Linked DNA regions of Hordeum vulgare: region 1 is linked to region 2. The links are chromatin contacts, called in public Hi-C maps. All regions are on one chromosome and are shown on one strand. The core of a region is the stretch at or near the end of the contact, and the rest is flanking DNA. Distances in the headings are between cores, read along the strand shown.

The links. Hi-C and Micro-C count contacts between places; a contact is called where the count stands out from the background.
Region 1: a contact with region 2 is called in a Hi-C map of seedling, with 2.8 times the contacts expected there. The contact joins the enhancer-like site here to the promoter of LOC123442952 in region 2. A contact is called at or near these places in 1 of 6 Hi-C or Micro-C datasets (seedling) and 1 of 1 datasets of contacts at active chromatin or transcription factors (embryo).

Annotation. Positions count from the first base shown.
Region 1 is chr3H:55,406,750-55,414,190 of MorexV3_pseudomolecules_assembly, forward strand. No RefSeq gene overlaps it. Among protein-coding and RNA genes, the nearest start is that of LOC123445828, 8.0 kb to the left of the region's middle. Within about 2 kb of position 4,617, at least 2 of the 3 cell types and tissues checked have open chromatin away from gene starts, as enhancers often do. A contact at or near this core is called in seedling, where this site is marked.
Region 2 is chr3H:55,100,441-55,108,075 of MorexV3_pseudomolecules_assembly, forward strand. It overlaps LOC123442952 (type IV inositol polyphosphate 5-phosphatase 3-like), which reads left to right and starts at 1,931. Exons shown (of 6, transcript XM_045119146.1): 1 at 1,931-2,193; 2 at 2,292-2,394; 3 at 2,521-2,583; 4 at 2,894-2,981; 5 at 3,069-4,091; 6 at 4,161-5,037. The coding sequence starts at 2,158. The coding sequence ends at 4,620.

The DNA of each region.
Region 1 (7,441 bases), core at 3,367-5,866, 310 kb after region 2:
TGGACAGATGACACTCATCACGGTGTAGGTGTTGTATCAAAACAAATGACAGATGACACTCATCACGGTGTAGGTGTTGTATCAAAACAAATATACATCATGGACATAATGAAGTCAAAACGCACCTGACATTGCCCCATTCATAACCTCTTATATAATAACACCAAGTCAACAACAGAAGTAGGGGATTACAAACCATGGACATCAGGTTGTACCAGAACATAATACTAGCAAACAGAGGAAGCTCCAAATATTAATACTCGGCCTCAACCTCCATCCATTCTACAGGCTTACTAAGTCTTATATAACCTTAATAATAAATAGAATTCTGATTTCGACTAGTTAACCAAGCAAGCAGAAGCACAGGCGCACACACATACACATGCTATATCCGGTGGTGGGATGGCATGGGTTGAAAGCCTGTAGGCACTCATACCCCCCAACAAACCACCTACTCTGTGTCCATTGCATTCCCCACATCATCCTCTCCTTCCGCTTGGTTAGTAGTAATGGCAAACTGGTGCGGTGGCTTCTTGTGAGAGGATCGCAGAGGCATCGTCGCTCGTCGTTTCAAACTCTCCTTTGAAACTGCACAAAAAAGAACAGATTTTTGGTGTGAAAAAGAAACCCTTGCCATTCTCCTTTAAAATCACAGCTAACAAAGTCTGGCAACAGGATAAGAGTCTACGACAACAAATCCTAGTTCTAGAATGTACTAGTAACTTCCATGTTACAAAAGGAGTTTTGTTAACTGGAAATCTTGTGGTCACCAAAGTTAAAGGCATCGCATCGGTTTTGAAGTCATATATAAACCTGTATTTAATTAACCACCAGACTGAACTCAGATGATACAACTACAATCCATTTCACTGTCTACATCTCAGAATGAATTTGAGCAAGGCATATTGATGTATATTTACCTGGGGGCATGAGATGGCTGGAGATGGCAGTGCGGATATAGGTGTTGGGTCTTTGCATATCGAATTCCTGCACATCCAGCAGCTACCCATGCTTGATGTCAACAGCGATAACTTTCGAGTTCCTGCTCGTACTGCTGCTGACATGGGTCCTGAGGTACAACAAGCCATCTTGGTGGGAGCTGAGAATGGGGTTGGTAACAAATAGAGACTGGGGCAAGTTGTAGTCGGAGATATCACGAGAATGGAGTTCGTGCTCCTGCCGGAAGCAGGAACCACCCCAGGTTTCCAAACCCTCATTGAGCCCCTCCAGGATCCATGTGACCACCGTCCAGCCACTAGGGGTTTCTGAGTAAGGGATGTTGAGGTCGGTGTGGATCTGCAGGTCGACGAACCTGACGATTCCAGTGTCTTTGACAAAGACAATGTCCCGAAAGCAGCATCCAATGTCCAGGGCAATAGGGAGGCAATTTTGCGGCTGCCTTGGCGGCGGAAGGGAGACATAGCGGAGCGGGCTGTAGGGTGTGTGATCTGCAAGCACGTCAGAGAAGAGTATGCCATTCCAGAGGTCGACCCAGCCCATGATGCCACGGCTGGAGCCGCCAATGGTGATGACCATGTCGATATCGCAGATATAGTCGGATGGCAGCCGCGGCTGCGGAATAGCAGCTGGCTTGCGGGTCCAAACCTTGGACTTGGAGTCGTACATGCAGAGGTAGTATGGGCCATGTGGGCTATTGCCAGAGTCGTGGTAAAAGTCGTAGGCAAGCGCTGCGATCCTGTAGGCATCAAAGTCATCCTCGTCCTTGGGGAGGGCGGCGACGGCGACGGAGGGGCTGAGGATGGAGGCTGGAGACGTGAAAGGGAAACCTTGAGGGCGGGCAAGGGCAACGGCAGGTGTGGAAATGTTGGTGTTGTAAGGCACGACACCGATCGCGCTAGAAGGGATGCAGTCGACTCCCGTACTTGGCAACATGCTGGCGGGGATGTGCGGGACCCAGGTTAGCTCCGGCTTCCCCCTCCCCGCCGGTGAGGATGCTGCCTGGTAGACCAAGTATTCGTAGGTGCTCTTCTTGGCCTGCAAGACGGAGGGACCGATGTGGCCGTGGCAGAGGGTGATGAGGGCAAGGTTACCCTCCGCGGCGAACACGAAAGGCTCGCGGAAGAACAAGCGGGACTCTTTTTCACCGTGGTCGTTGGGGCAGCAGGCGTGGCAGCAGAAATAGGAGAGACGAGGCGGCGGGGCGAAGCACAAGGTCACCTCCACACTCACCTCCTTGCCGTCCAGGTCCCTCTTGAATCGACAGCGGGCGGAGGTGTGGTTCTTCTTGTCGGCCATGTAAGCGACGCGGTCGAGGAGGACTTCCCCCCAGTCGACCTTGGCCGCCGGCGCATCATCCAAGGCCGGCGGACGCAGAGAGGCTTCGTAATAGCCTTGGTGCGGCATGGTGGGTCTTGTGCGATCTCACACAGGCGTGCTCCTGTCTAGGACCGGCGGTGCTACTTATTGAGAGGAGGGGTGAGGTCTAAGAATCAGAATCAGAATCAGAATCAGGTTGTAGTCGAAACCGGCTTCATAAAAAAAAAGACACACATTAGAGGAGGGGGGGGGAGTGGGAAGAAGAAGAAGGGGAATGCACTGGCTCGGCGGCGGAGGAAGAACATGTCTAACAAATACTCCCTCCGTTCCTAAATATAAGACCTTTTAGAGATTGCACTATAAATTATATACGGATGTACATAGGCCCTGTTTGGATACTCTAACCGGGTTAGAGGTTAGAGTTAGATTCTAACCCTCAACTAACCCTGAACTAACTCTAACCCAAGAGGTGTTTGGATTAGAGGGTTAGATTGGCAATAAATGCTCTTTTCCAATCATTTGGCTACTTTTGTCCATGTTCAGTGTCGGATTTGGTGTGGCCGGTCGTTGTGTGGCCGGCAGGGCGCGGCGGGGCGGGGCGGGGGCGGGGCGCGGCGGGGTGCGGCGGGGCGGCCCGGCGGCGGGGCGCGGCGGGGTGCGGCGGGGCGGCTCGGCGGTGGGGCGGGGCGGGCCGCGGCCGGCGACGGGAGGGACAGCGACGGGAGGGACGGGGGGTTGGTGGGATCTGGTGCGGGCTGGATTGAGTAGCAAGTGATTTTTTTTATTTTTTTTTTGTCCTCACCTAACTCTAAACCAAAAAAGCACCTCTTGGATGGGTTAGAGTTTTTGGGTGGGTTAGATGCATCTAACCCAATCTAACCCTACCTGTTTGGATTTTTGAGGGTTAGATAGCTCAACTCAACCCAATCTAACTCTAACCCTAGGATTCAAACAGGGCCATAGACATATTTTGGAGTATAGATTCACTTATTTTGCTCTGTATGTAGTCTCCTAGTGAAATTCCTAAAAGGTCTTATAGTTTGGAACGGAGGTAGTAAGAAACAACACACCGTGGCCGTTGGCCGGAGGAAGTGTGGCCGCGAAAATGCTAGACCTACTAAAACCTACATAAATTTACTAAACCTTCCAACTAATCTAAACATGCCCCCCTGATTTTCAGGGATGGATGGGCCTCATCCTTCTCTTAATTCAATCAGTTCTTGCCAAATCAGACTATCACGTAAACGTACGTAAACATTTACGTAGATATAGCATTGCTTGTGTGGCCGTTGATCCTCTCAAAACAAAAAAGCTAGACGTAAAATTTCTACGTACTGTTACGTGACTTTCCTAAACAATCTCTCCCCCCTTCCTGATTTCAAGTGGGTGGGCCCCCTCCCCTAACTAAACCCAATTAAAAAAGGACAGATAAGCAATTACGTTAGTTTACATAACTACGTTACGTAGGTATAGCATTGCTCCTCTCGAAATATCCTATTTGTCGCTCGTTGCACACACGAGCAACCGAGCAGCGACGCAACGGACCGGCCCATATAACTGCTCAAGCGTTCCGGTTTCGAAAGAGGTTTCAGCCAGTTTTTTCTGGTTTTGAAATTTTTTCAGAACGTTTTCCTGAACTGTTTTGTTTTTCATTTTTCTGTTTTATGTTTCGGTTTTAAAACATGTTCTTGATTTTCAGAAAATTGTTTTTCAAATTCGAAAAATGTTCTTATTTTTAGAAAATATTCTGGATTTTAAAAAAATGTTCTGGATTTTGTAATATGTTTTGGATTTCCAAAAACTGTTCTTGATTTTCAAATACAATTCTGGATTTTTCAAAAACGTTCCGGAATTTGAAAAAATGTTCCTAAATTAAAAAAATAATGTTCCTGAATTTGAAAAGATGTTCTAGGATTTGAATTTTTTCCAGAATTTGAAAAAATGTTACAGATTTTCAAAAAAATGTTCCAGAATTTAAAAAATGTTTCCGAATTTAAATAAATAGTCCGGAATTTTAAAAGTTACAGAATTTGGAAAAATATTCCGGAATTTTGAAAAAATGTTTCAGAATATGAAAAAATGTTCGGAAATTTGAAAATAATGCTGCGGAATTTTTATTTAAATGTTTATGATTTTTCAAAATAATGTTCCAAAATTTGAAGAAAACTTCTTCTATGCGTTGGATTTTATCTTTTATTTTCTATTAGTTGGCCGGCCCTGTCGCGATTCCACCGTGCGTCCGCGCGTTGTTGGACGCAAAGGGCGTCGGGTAGGACCTCCCGGTCCTCTCTGCCCGTCTGCTGCAAACCCTAGCGTCCAAACCTGACCTCATGGGCCGCCCGACCCTTTTATAAAAGGTTTGTTAGCGCTGCACTGCTCCTTTCCTCTAAAATTTGTCCTTAGCCAGTCTCATCTCCTCCGTGTTTTTTGTTTCGAGTTTCCTCTCCTCCGTGCATGGATTCATCTCAGGTGCCCAAGCATGAAGTACACAACAATGTAGGTACATCCGAAGTACTCCCTCCGTTCTTAAATATAAGTCTTTTTAGATATTTCATTAGGAGACTATATACGATGCAAAATTAGTGAATCTATATTCTAAAATATGTCTATATATATCCGTATGTAATCTTTTATGAAAACCTCTAAAAAGACTTATATTTAGGAACGAAGGGAGTATGATGCATTTTTTATATCCTCTTCATACACATATACATGTCAGATTAGTCCATAGATAGAAAGAACAAGCACTAACATGCACGTGATATAACAAATATTTGAAAAATTAATTATCATAAGTTGCTCTCATAATAAAGGTTAGTACGGATGGCCCAACTCCATCAAATATTGAAAAATAATAATTGTCAAAACCAGTCCTGGATATTTCCCGCGTTCAATATTACATACATATGAAGTGAGTTGTACACACGTGATTAAATATATAATAGTAAAACAAGGATCCCATGTAAACCTAAGAATAGTTATTAAAAAACCAGGTGTAACGGTTCGGTTCTTACTTTGGGTTTGATTGGTTCAGGTTTTATTGGGCTGAGATTTTTTAAGTTTGATTTTGGTTTGGATATGTGGAGAAATTAGTTTGGTTATAGTTGGTTATGAGTTTAAACGGTTTGGTTATTAGCGGTTATAAACTATGCGACCAAATCGGTTTCTAGGCATTGGTTATATGCAGCAACCAACGACGACCGAGAACGAGTATCTTTGATCTGTGTACATGTTGTAATGCACTATATAATTATGTATTATAGGGAAACACCACATAGAAATCGGAAGCGTTTGCTAGTGCTTTGGCTAAGCAAATTTTAGTGAGCTTTCCGACCGTGCGCATTTTCTTTTTGCTTCTTGATGTGCTGACTGTATCTTAAAGATAACTTTGTTCCTAAACTGCTGTAGATGCACTTATGTCTTTTCTATCTCATTTGCTTCTTAACATGTCAATTTATACAATCATATGTACATTAAAGCAAACTCATAGTTATGTACTGGGTTTAAACCTATGATTATATATTGGATTTAAATTGATTTGGGTGTAAAAAGATAGTGGTTTAGTTTTGGTTGGGCTGAAAATGATATTAAATGGATATGGTTCAAGTATGATTTTAGGAGATAAATGTACAAGTATAGATCAAGTATGGTTCAAGTATGAAACCATTCTCAGGTTTATTCCCATGTATATGTCTCAATGACATGTACTAATTAGTTTCTTTTATCAGTATTGCTCAAAATATCTATCTTAGTCTTATATCTAGGAGATACAACGGTGAACTAATATTCGAGGTGGTGCATCATGATTTCTCTCATGAATTAGGTTAGAAATATTTCTAAGTGGTGGTGGATCACGGTTGCTGTCTTCAAATAGCTTAGTACTATTTCTAGCTAATACAGGAAATAATTGTTTCCATCGAGTATTCCACAATTTTATTCTCATAACAAATATTTATTTTTTAAACCTGTCTATCTCCCGTATGAAATATTAGCACATATATGGAGAGTTGTACAAAAGCGAACAAAATAATTAACTAGGTGTTATACACAGAACAAATGATGCATATCTTGACTAACACAAGATGAGTATTAGCAAAGCTGGTTAAAATAAACATAAGAGATGAGCAAATTTCCTAGCTTTTACGATGGTGCATGAGGATTTCAAATACGGAAAAATCTAATCAGCGACGCCGCATGCTGTCCTTCCCGTTGCAAGGGAAAAACTCCCGCACGCGTCGCTATTGTTAAGAATAGATTAGTTGCTTATTAATTAAGCTGATTAGGATTAAGTTAATTCTTAGATAGGTTACTTAGTCCTCAAGTAACCATGCAGTTCCTTGACTCTCAAGAAAACTATGTAATAATTAACTTGGCCCTTAAGTAACTTCAAGTTACTTAACTCCCAAGCAACATGTGTACTTCCGTTCGAGTATAAATACCCCATTGCTATCATCAATAAAGACTAATGAATCATCTTTCATTCAACTCTCTCGATTCTTTACTTTCTACTTCAAACACGTTATCAGTACGCTCTCGAGTGGAGCGATTTCACAACAGGTCTGGACGTCTGGTATTCAAGCAATAATGACCGAAGGCGAACGACTTCTACGCAAGGCGAAGCAGCGGTAGCGACCGCGGCATACTGGTGCGGTACTGCGCGTACTCCGTCGGCTGGATCAAGGCACGGGGCGGCTTCATGATTCGCGGAGTGATTGCAGCAAGGCTGGTTGTGGCAGAACGGCATGCATGTATGCATCAGGAAATCAGTTGCAAATGCAAATCTGTTGTCTCCTTGTGATTAAGAGTGGCAGTCCGATCTGGCAAAGCCATGAACGACTTCATCCTTGGCAAGAGCAGCAACAGGCTAACAATGCAGCGACATGCAGCGGCAACCCATGGTCCATGCATGCATTTGTACAGGAAATTAATCATCACAATGTTAATTCCGTTTGTCTTCTTGTGATTAAAGAAATCTCATTCATTCTACCTTATGCTAAAGTCGCTTCATCAAATCATCCATGAAGAGGTCGACTGCACTTCATCCACATCGCGAAGGCGTTTCTTCTACTTGCAAAAATGATGTCCAGCGTGAGGAGGCCTCGATCCATGCGAGACACCCCGACAACGGAAGGTAACACCGGCCTCGACGAACCGGCAGCCTCCA
Region 2 (7,635 bases), core at 681-3,180:
TACTACCGCTATCAAATTATATTATTGTGCTACTAATAAATTGCTGCAAGGAGTTTATTTTCCTGGTGTGGTTGAATTGACAACTCAACTCCTAAGGTTTATATATATTCCTTGGCCCCCCTTATGTTGAATCAATAAATTTGAATAAAATACTTCCTTCAAAGACGGTTACGAATCCCTATACTTATGGATCATCAAGCGGCGACCGAAGCTAGGGTTTGGGTGTCAGGGCTCATGGACGCAAGGGTAGGTAGAAGTGAGAACTGTGGAAGTGGACATGTCCGTGACTTCCACATTTAAAAGGATGAGCACGGGGGGTTGACTAGCTGGCCTTGCCGAACGTGGGGATTGAATGGGACCAAGGAAAACGACAGGCGGGGGTGGGGAAGGGAGGGAGTGGGTGGTAGGACGGCCGACAAGCAGGCCCAAGACGGATGGAAAGACGACGTGCATGTGTGTCGAGTGTCCACTCAACGTAAATCCAAATCAAATTTAGGTAGAGTTTAGGTCAAGTTGGACACGGGACGAACATTATTCATGGTTACAATTATGAGTTGGGCCGTGGATTAAGTTTGTTCCGATCCAAACGGACTGGATCGGACGAAATGCTACCGTGCGTTAGAGTTGGCCTAACGGCTTGGCAACATGTATTATGCAGCCATGTCTCGAGGCGAAATCAGTCGTGCTCGTGTGGGGACATCCCGAAACAAAATAGATAAGTTACGTAGGACGTGCGAGGAAGAGATCGAGTGAAAACAAAGGAAGGTGGGGATCGAACATGGTCCAACCATCACAACATTCGATACCCTTTGATACCCTTTAATAGTAGAGTTTATGCAGCCATGTCTCAGAAACGAAATCAGTCCATTATTTTTTGAGAGGGACATCCGTCCAATTAAATACACAGAGAGCAACAAAAAGAAAGGGTGAATATTCCTAGCTACAAAAGGCCTAGCCATCTCTATTCTCTGCGGAGCCGAGCAATGTCGATCCCGACTAATCAGCAGCAGCAGCAGAGCCCAAGCAAGTGAGAAAGTGACATGAACGGCAGCCAATCAAGAAGCAATCAAGGGAAAGGAAGTCTTAATTGCTCCTGTCAAGCCGTAATGAGGATCGTGCGCAACGATCACGACACGCCCCTCCATCATTGCTTACAGATGGTTTCAACTTTCAACTTTCAAGGGGGTCCATGCTTTTGCTTGCCACACGGTGATACGATGACCACGGTGAGACACGGACACGTTTAAAATGCAGGAAAAATCTGCCACACGGTGATCTCACGACCTCATGGTTTTGACATGGAATTTGCCAAGGCAGTTAGCTAGTGCAAGAAAAGAATATATTGGGGGTGAGTTATATATATATATATATATATATACTCCATGGTTTAATTAGGTTCCAAGTGATTACGAGATGACCTACTTGATTCCATTCATCATGTGGCATAGATTGTCGTTGGTGGCAACCACCGAGAAGTACACAAACACCTTCTCCGATCCCCAGAAGATGCACAGAAAAAACAGAAAAAAAAAACACAAGCACAACGCGTGTCAGTGAGTCAACAAACACGTAACGGCCGAGAGATCCGACATCGCTCCATCATCATTCTTAATCCCATTCCAATCAAATCAGTTGAGGTCGTCTCTCGTCTGCCCGGTCTCATTCTGCACTACCAGACGCCGAACTCCCAGCCACAAAATGAACAGGATAACAGCCATAAAACGCCACTCCAAAAATGAATAGGTTAATCAAGGTTCCTTTCCAGTTGAGATAATAATCTTCTTCAACGGGCCATGCCATCCCCCGTGATGATGGATCAAATCAAATGTCAACAGGTTGGGCTAATTAGGCAGGCGTCAGCGTAAGTGCGCAGTAATGGCCGTGTGGCCGAAAGGAAAGCAAGTACACACGTCTATATATATATCTACATCCACCGCTAGCTTGGCGCCACCTGCTGTCTACTCGGCCTAGCGCGCGAACCACCACCATGTGCCCTTGTCCCGTCTGACCGAGAATCCTTGTCCCGAGCTCACGGGGAGCCCGTAGCAGCACAGCGCGCCGCGGCGGATTTCAGATTCAGCTTGCACTCGGGGCACTCAAGAACACAGGGAAGACGAAGACGACGACGAAGAAGAAGTAGGGCCAGAGGCGGGGGAGATGGTGGCGCAGAACCAGAGGACGCCGGGAGACCAGGTAGGGGAGGGGCGCCGCTCAGGGGCCACCGTTGGATCGAGTGTAGGGTGTGCTGTTCTTGGTGATTGATTTGGTGTGTTGTGGGGGTGGCGATGCAGGTGTTCTGGCCCAAGGTGGTGCTGAAGAAATGGCTCAACCTCAGGAGCAAGGACGCCAAGTTCAACGCCGACGAGGACGACGGCGACGACGACGGGGAGCAAGGTACGCAGCAAGCTGAGGCTCCTCCTTCTGGGCTCTGTGATTCGAATTCCTGTCGTCAGGGATCGCAACCTCCTTCCTCCCCTTCTCACCTTTTTTTTTTTTTTGCTTGCTTTCCGTCTCGCGCAGAGGAGAACTGCGGCTGCGACGGCGCCGGGGCGGAGCGGGAGGCCGGCGGCGTGGGCATCGCCGGTGAGCTTTTTTTTTACCTCATTCGTACGTTTCCAGCGATGCGTGTTCTTATCCGGTCCTCAAGACGGGGAAAAGTGCAGCTTTGGACTGTTTTGCCCTTTTGGGGAAACATCGCTGATACCAGATTCCCACCGTCAAAAGTAGATTAGTGCCCGTACCTGATTTTGAGCACCTCTTGTTCCGTTTGACACTGATTTTGTAGAACCCTTGTTACCACTGCCAAATTTGCATTCTGCACTAGTGTTAATCGGAAGCAAAATTCAGAAGAATTCTTCATGAACCACATTGATTTTTCTTGAACGACTTCCAGAGGAGAGCCTGGACGCCGCGCCGTACAAGCTGCGGCGGCGGAACTCGGAGACGATGCGCGCGCAGTACATCAGCACCAAGGAGCTCAGGTACGGTCGAATTGCTCGGCACGATGGCGGCGCATTTTCCGGTTCTCGCGGTTCGTGGCATGGTGATGAGCTGCTGGGTTCCCGCAGGATCTGCATTGGCACGTACAACGCCGCCGGGATAGAGCCGCCGGAAGGCCTGGACATCGCCGAGTGGCTCGGCACCACCGGCGGCGAGCAGGCCGACATGTACGTGCTCGGGTTCCAGGAGGTGGTGCCGCTTAACACCGGCAACGTGTTCGGCGCGGAGGACGTCCGGCCGGCGCTGGCGTGGGAGGCGCTCATCCGCGACACGTTCACGCGGACGCAGCCGTCATGCTCGAGGCCCAAGTACAGGTACCGCAGCCACCCGGCCAGTCCGGCGCGCGACGGCTCCGACGAGCTGTTCCCCGGCGGCACCGACACGGAAACGGAAACCGACGACGACCTGCCCTTCAGCTTCCCGGTCCACCCCGAGGAGTACGTCGCCGCCACCCCCAGGAAGTTCGGGGCCATGGACGGTCCAGAGGACGAGCAGCCAAGGGCGCAGCAGAGGGCGCTCCTGAAGACGATGAGCAAGACGGACAGGATCGGGCTCGCCTGGCCGGAGCAGCCGCTGGACCTGATGGCCACCGCGTCCTTGTCGTCGTCGTCGTCGTTCAAGTCGCCGAGATCGTTCAGCGCGCACAGGTCGTTCATGAAGTCCCGGGTCGACGCCGACGACTGCCCAGCCATGATCACCGACCTGGACCTGGACCTCGACGGCGCCGCGGCGCGTGGTCATGGCAAGAAGAAGGGCGGCGGCAGGTCGCCGTTCGTGAGGATCGTGAGCAAGCAGATGGTGGGCATCTTCCTGACCATTTGGGTGCGGCGCGGCCTGCGGAGGTGCGTCCAGAACATCAAGGTGTCCACCGTGGGCGTGGGCGCCATGGGCTACATCGGCAACAAGGGGTCGGTGTCGGCGAGCATGTCCATCTACCAGACCATGTTCTGCTTCGTTTGCACCCACCTGTCCGCAGGCGAGCGGCCCGGCAACCTCCTCAAGCGGAACGCCGACGTGCAGGAGATCCACCGCCGGACGCGCTTCGCCGGCCCCGGCGGCCTCGGGCTGCCGAGAGACATCTACGACCACGAGTCAGTGATAATCTACATGTTGCATCGATCAATGCATCGCCAAGTGATCTGACATACATGTTCTTGTAGGAGGATTTTCTGGCTGGGCGATCTGAACTACCGGATCGACGTGGCGTACGACAGGGCGCACGGCCTGGTGTCCGCCATGGACTGGACTCAGCTAGCGGAGAAAGATCAGCTGAAGCGGGAGCTGAGGAAGGGGCGGGCGTTCGAGGGGTGGAGCGAGGGGGTGCTGGAGTTCGCGCCGACGTACAAGTACGAGGTCGGGACGGGGAAGTACATCGGCGACGACCAGAAGGGCGGGAGGAGGACGCCGGCGTGGTGCGATCGGGTGCTGTCGTTCGGGAAGGGGGTGAGGCTGCTGGGGTACGGGAGGTCGGAGATGACGATGTCGGACCACAAGCCGGTGACGGCGACGTACGCGGCGGAGGTGGAGGTGTTCTGCGGGAGGAAGCTGCAGAAGGCGCTCACGCTCACGGACGCCGAGGTCGAGAGCGGGGATGTGGTCGTGCCGGACCTCGAGTTTTGAGCTGGTTGATGAGGGGCATCGGCGGTAGCACGGCATGGACTTTATTTTTGCGGGCGAGAACACGCCATGGACATGCGCCGGCTGAACCATGCATACCATGATGAGGCCTTTGAACACGCCATGGACATGCACCGGCTGAACCATACCATGAATCGGTGATTCGCAGTTGGCTCGACAAAATGTTGGACATGATGGTGTCGTCGTGTGCGTGATGCTCCACTGTGACGAAACATGTGTCTGCATTAGTGTGTCTGGTTTGCAGATCAATGAATTTATAGGGGTTTTTTCTTCACTTTTATCCCCCCGTGTGCTGTCTGATTCGCGCACAAAACACAATGCCCATGTAAAACCGAAGCACAAAAGGAAATAAAAGTTGATGCACCAGCCGGGTATCGAACCCGGGTCTGTACGGTACTATTCTACCACTAGACCACTGATGCTATGATGTTATCATCGAACTGGTTACATTTGTCATAGATTAGAGTTGAATACGAACTGACCCGAAGCTCTGGAAATAATAATACTGTACTACCGACGACACTATCCAGGATCGGCTCAAGCCATGGGGAGAAGAAGCTGCCGGTACCTTGCAAATGCAAACGTCTGCCATGACCAGTTGCTGCCAGGAATTTCCCGTTTCTTGCCAAACTAAATCCATGCATGCATTTTATTACGACAGGTCTTGTGAATTTATCACGACCTCGCAGGTCCCAAATTGGCAGCAAGGGGGCATGCATGCATCTGGTGCCTGCCATGTCCTGGCCTCCTGCGTGTCCGGCCGGCCATGCACTCGTCGAACGGCAGTCGACTACACGAGTGACATGATTGCACGCCGTTCGCCGCAGCGATTCATCAGTGGCCACCGCCCACCGGATGCTATCACCCCGTGACCTACTGACCTGCATATGCTTCACCCCTAGCGGCTTTACTGAAAAGGAGATGTCACCCTCCCCTAAAAAGGAAACACAAGGTTCTGGTCCTGGCAAAGCTTTTCTTAAAACTAGACGAATAACTGCGTTCTCTTGGATTTAATTACGTCAAACTTGAACGTGTAGTAGTACATTTATGCAACTGATTATTTATGGAAAAGTCGAGAACGTTGTGATGACACATTGCCTCTCGTCTGACTCTGTATTGGCTCTTGGGAGTATATGTTTTTCTTAAAACTCGTGAATAGTAAATTTAAAATAAATAGTAAATAAATTTAAAAAAAAATCTGATTTTGTCTGTGGACGTTCATCTTAGTTTAAACAAGCGTGCTTGATAATTTTTATGCGAAACGGGATAGCGGTACTTCATCGGTGAAAAAATATATTAAATATAATATTTGTAGGTATCATTTGGACGTGATAAAGAACACGTATATTTTTTCATTTCTTTTAGATTTGCAAAAGGCATTCGTGGTGGACAGGAGCATATGCTCTCAAGGGCCGAATTGGATTTTCCATTACTCGTGTGCCTTCATGATTCAACTCGTCCTGTGCAGTTTGGCCCTGTACTACTAGAATATTTCAACGTCGTGCACAAAAACACACAAACCCTGCCTAAAAAAGTAAAGAGTGAATTTCATATTTTACCCCATAGATATGCATTTGTGACGCTAATGACCCTGTCTAGTGGAAATTCGTCTTGAATGCCCTTTTTAAAAACGTTGGACCCTCCTTTTGTGATGCGTATCCGTTAGATAAGGTGTGAGGTGACGATCGAAGTCCAAAAATATCTAAATTCGATGATATATGAAATAGATGGCCAAGAGAAAACTCGACATGATCGTCAATGATGCTCTCCAATCTTTACACATTTTTTGTGAATCATTGACGAACATGCCAATCTTATCTAACATGAACAAGCAAAATGCTAAGCTGGGATAAAATCGTGTTAAAAGTCTCCAAAATCTCATATTTCGATAAGAGTTCCACTATATGGGGTAATATGTGTCGCAAATGTATAACTACACAGTAAAAAGTGAAATCCACTCAAAAATAAAACATCCACACCAAATTTAGCCGGCCATCCATCCTAATTTTTATTAATATTCATTTTTACATTGCAAAAGGATTCGACGGTAGTCCAACTCTCCCTCGGAGTCTGTCACCTAGCTGCTAACGTCACCGGTGGAGGTGAGGTCGATGCTGAATCGAAGATCTGACCTCGCCATGGCTCGACGCGAATGATGTAGAGCGGGCAACATTGGTATCCGCATGCGTTGTCTCGAAGAGGCAGTCATGCTCCACCTCGATGACGCAAAGCTGTTATTGCTTAGTGCGGATGGTCTCGACATTGCGCACAAAGTCAAGCACCGCCCACCGCTCATCCGCCAAATCAGATTTCATGCAAGTATCACACAATAGCCTATCCGAACACCGGCTCATCGACGATCTGGTCCTTCGCTAGCCGGTGGTGCTCGAGGAGCTATAGGTTGTATTACTGCTCCTACAACATCGGAACATGCAGGCCGGCAACGCCTGCTCCTAGAACACTCGGAACATGAAGGCCAACAATGGCTAGTCCTACAACATTCAGAACATAGAGGCCGGTGATGCCTACTTCTCTTGTCGTGCCTTTACCGTGACAATGTTGTTGTGCAACTCCGCCTACTATAGGATGAATCTGGTGCCTGCTGATCCTCCTCCTGCGCCTCCTTCGTCGTGAAGCCCTACTCGTCTGAGCTATCCATCTCTGAGAGCTCCAAGGCTCTCCTGTCGTAATGCGATCGCCAGCCATGCACACCATGCATCCACCTCAGTTGCGATTTCATGGCTGCGCCACGCGGAAAGGGTCTTATACCATCGACGACGGGTCCCAACTATTATGTAGCATCTGCAAGTGCATAGAGTTTATGTAGCTTCTTCGTGTAGGCATCCCAATTGTTTTTCTTTCTAGCAAAGAGCAGAAGAGAGTGTTAATAGTTGGCTATCACACACAAGGTGTCATTGATCTTGTGTGAAGTAACTGTTTGAATGTCTACATGGATTAGAGTAGATCTGGTAAACAAGTAAAGGCGGATGAAACAAA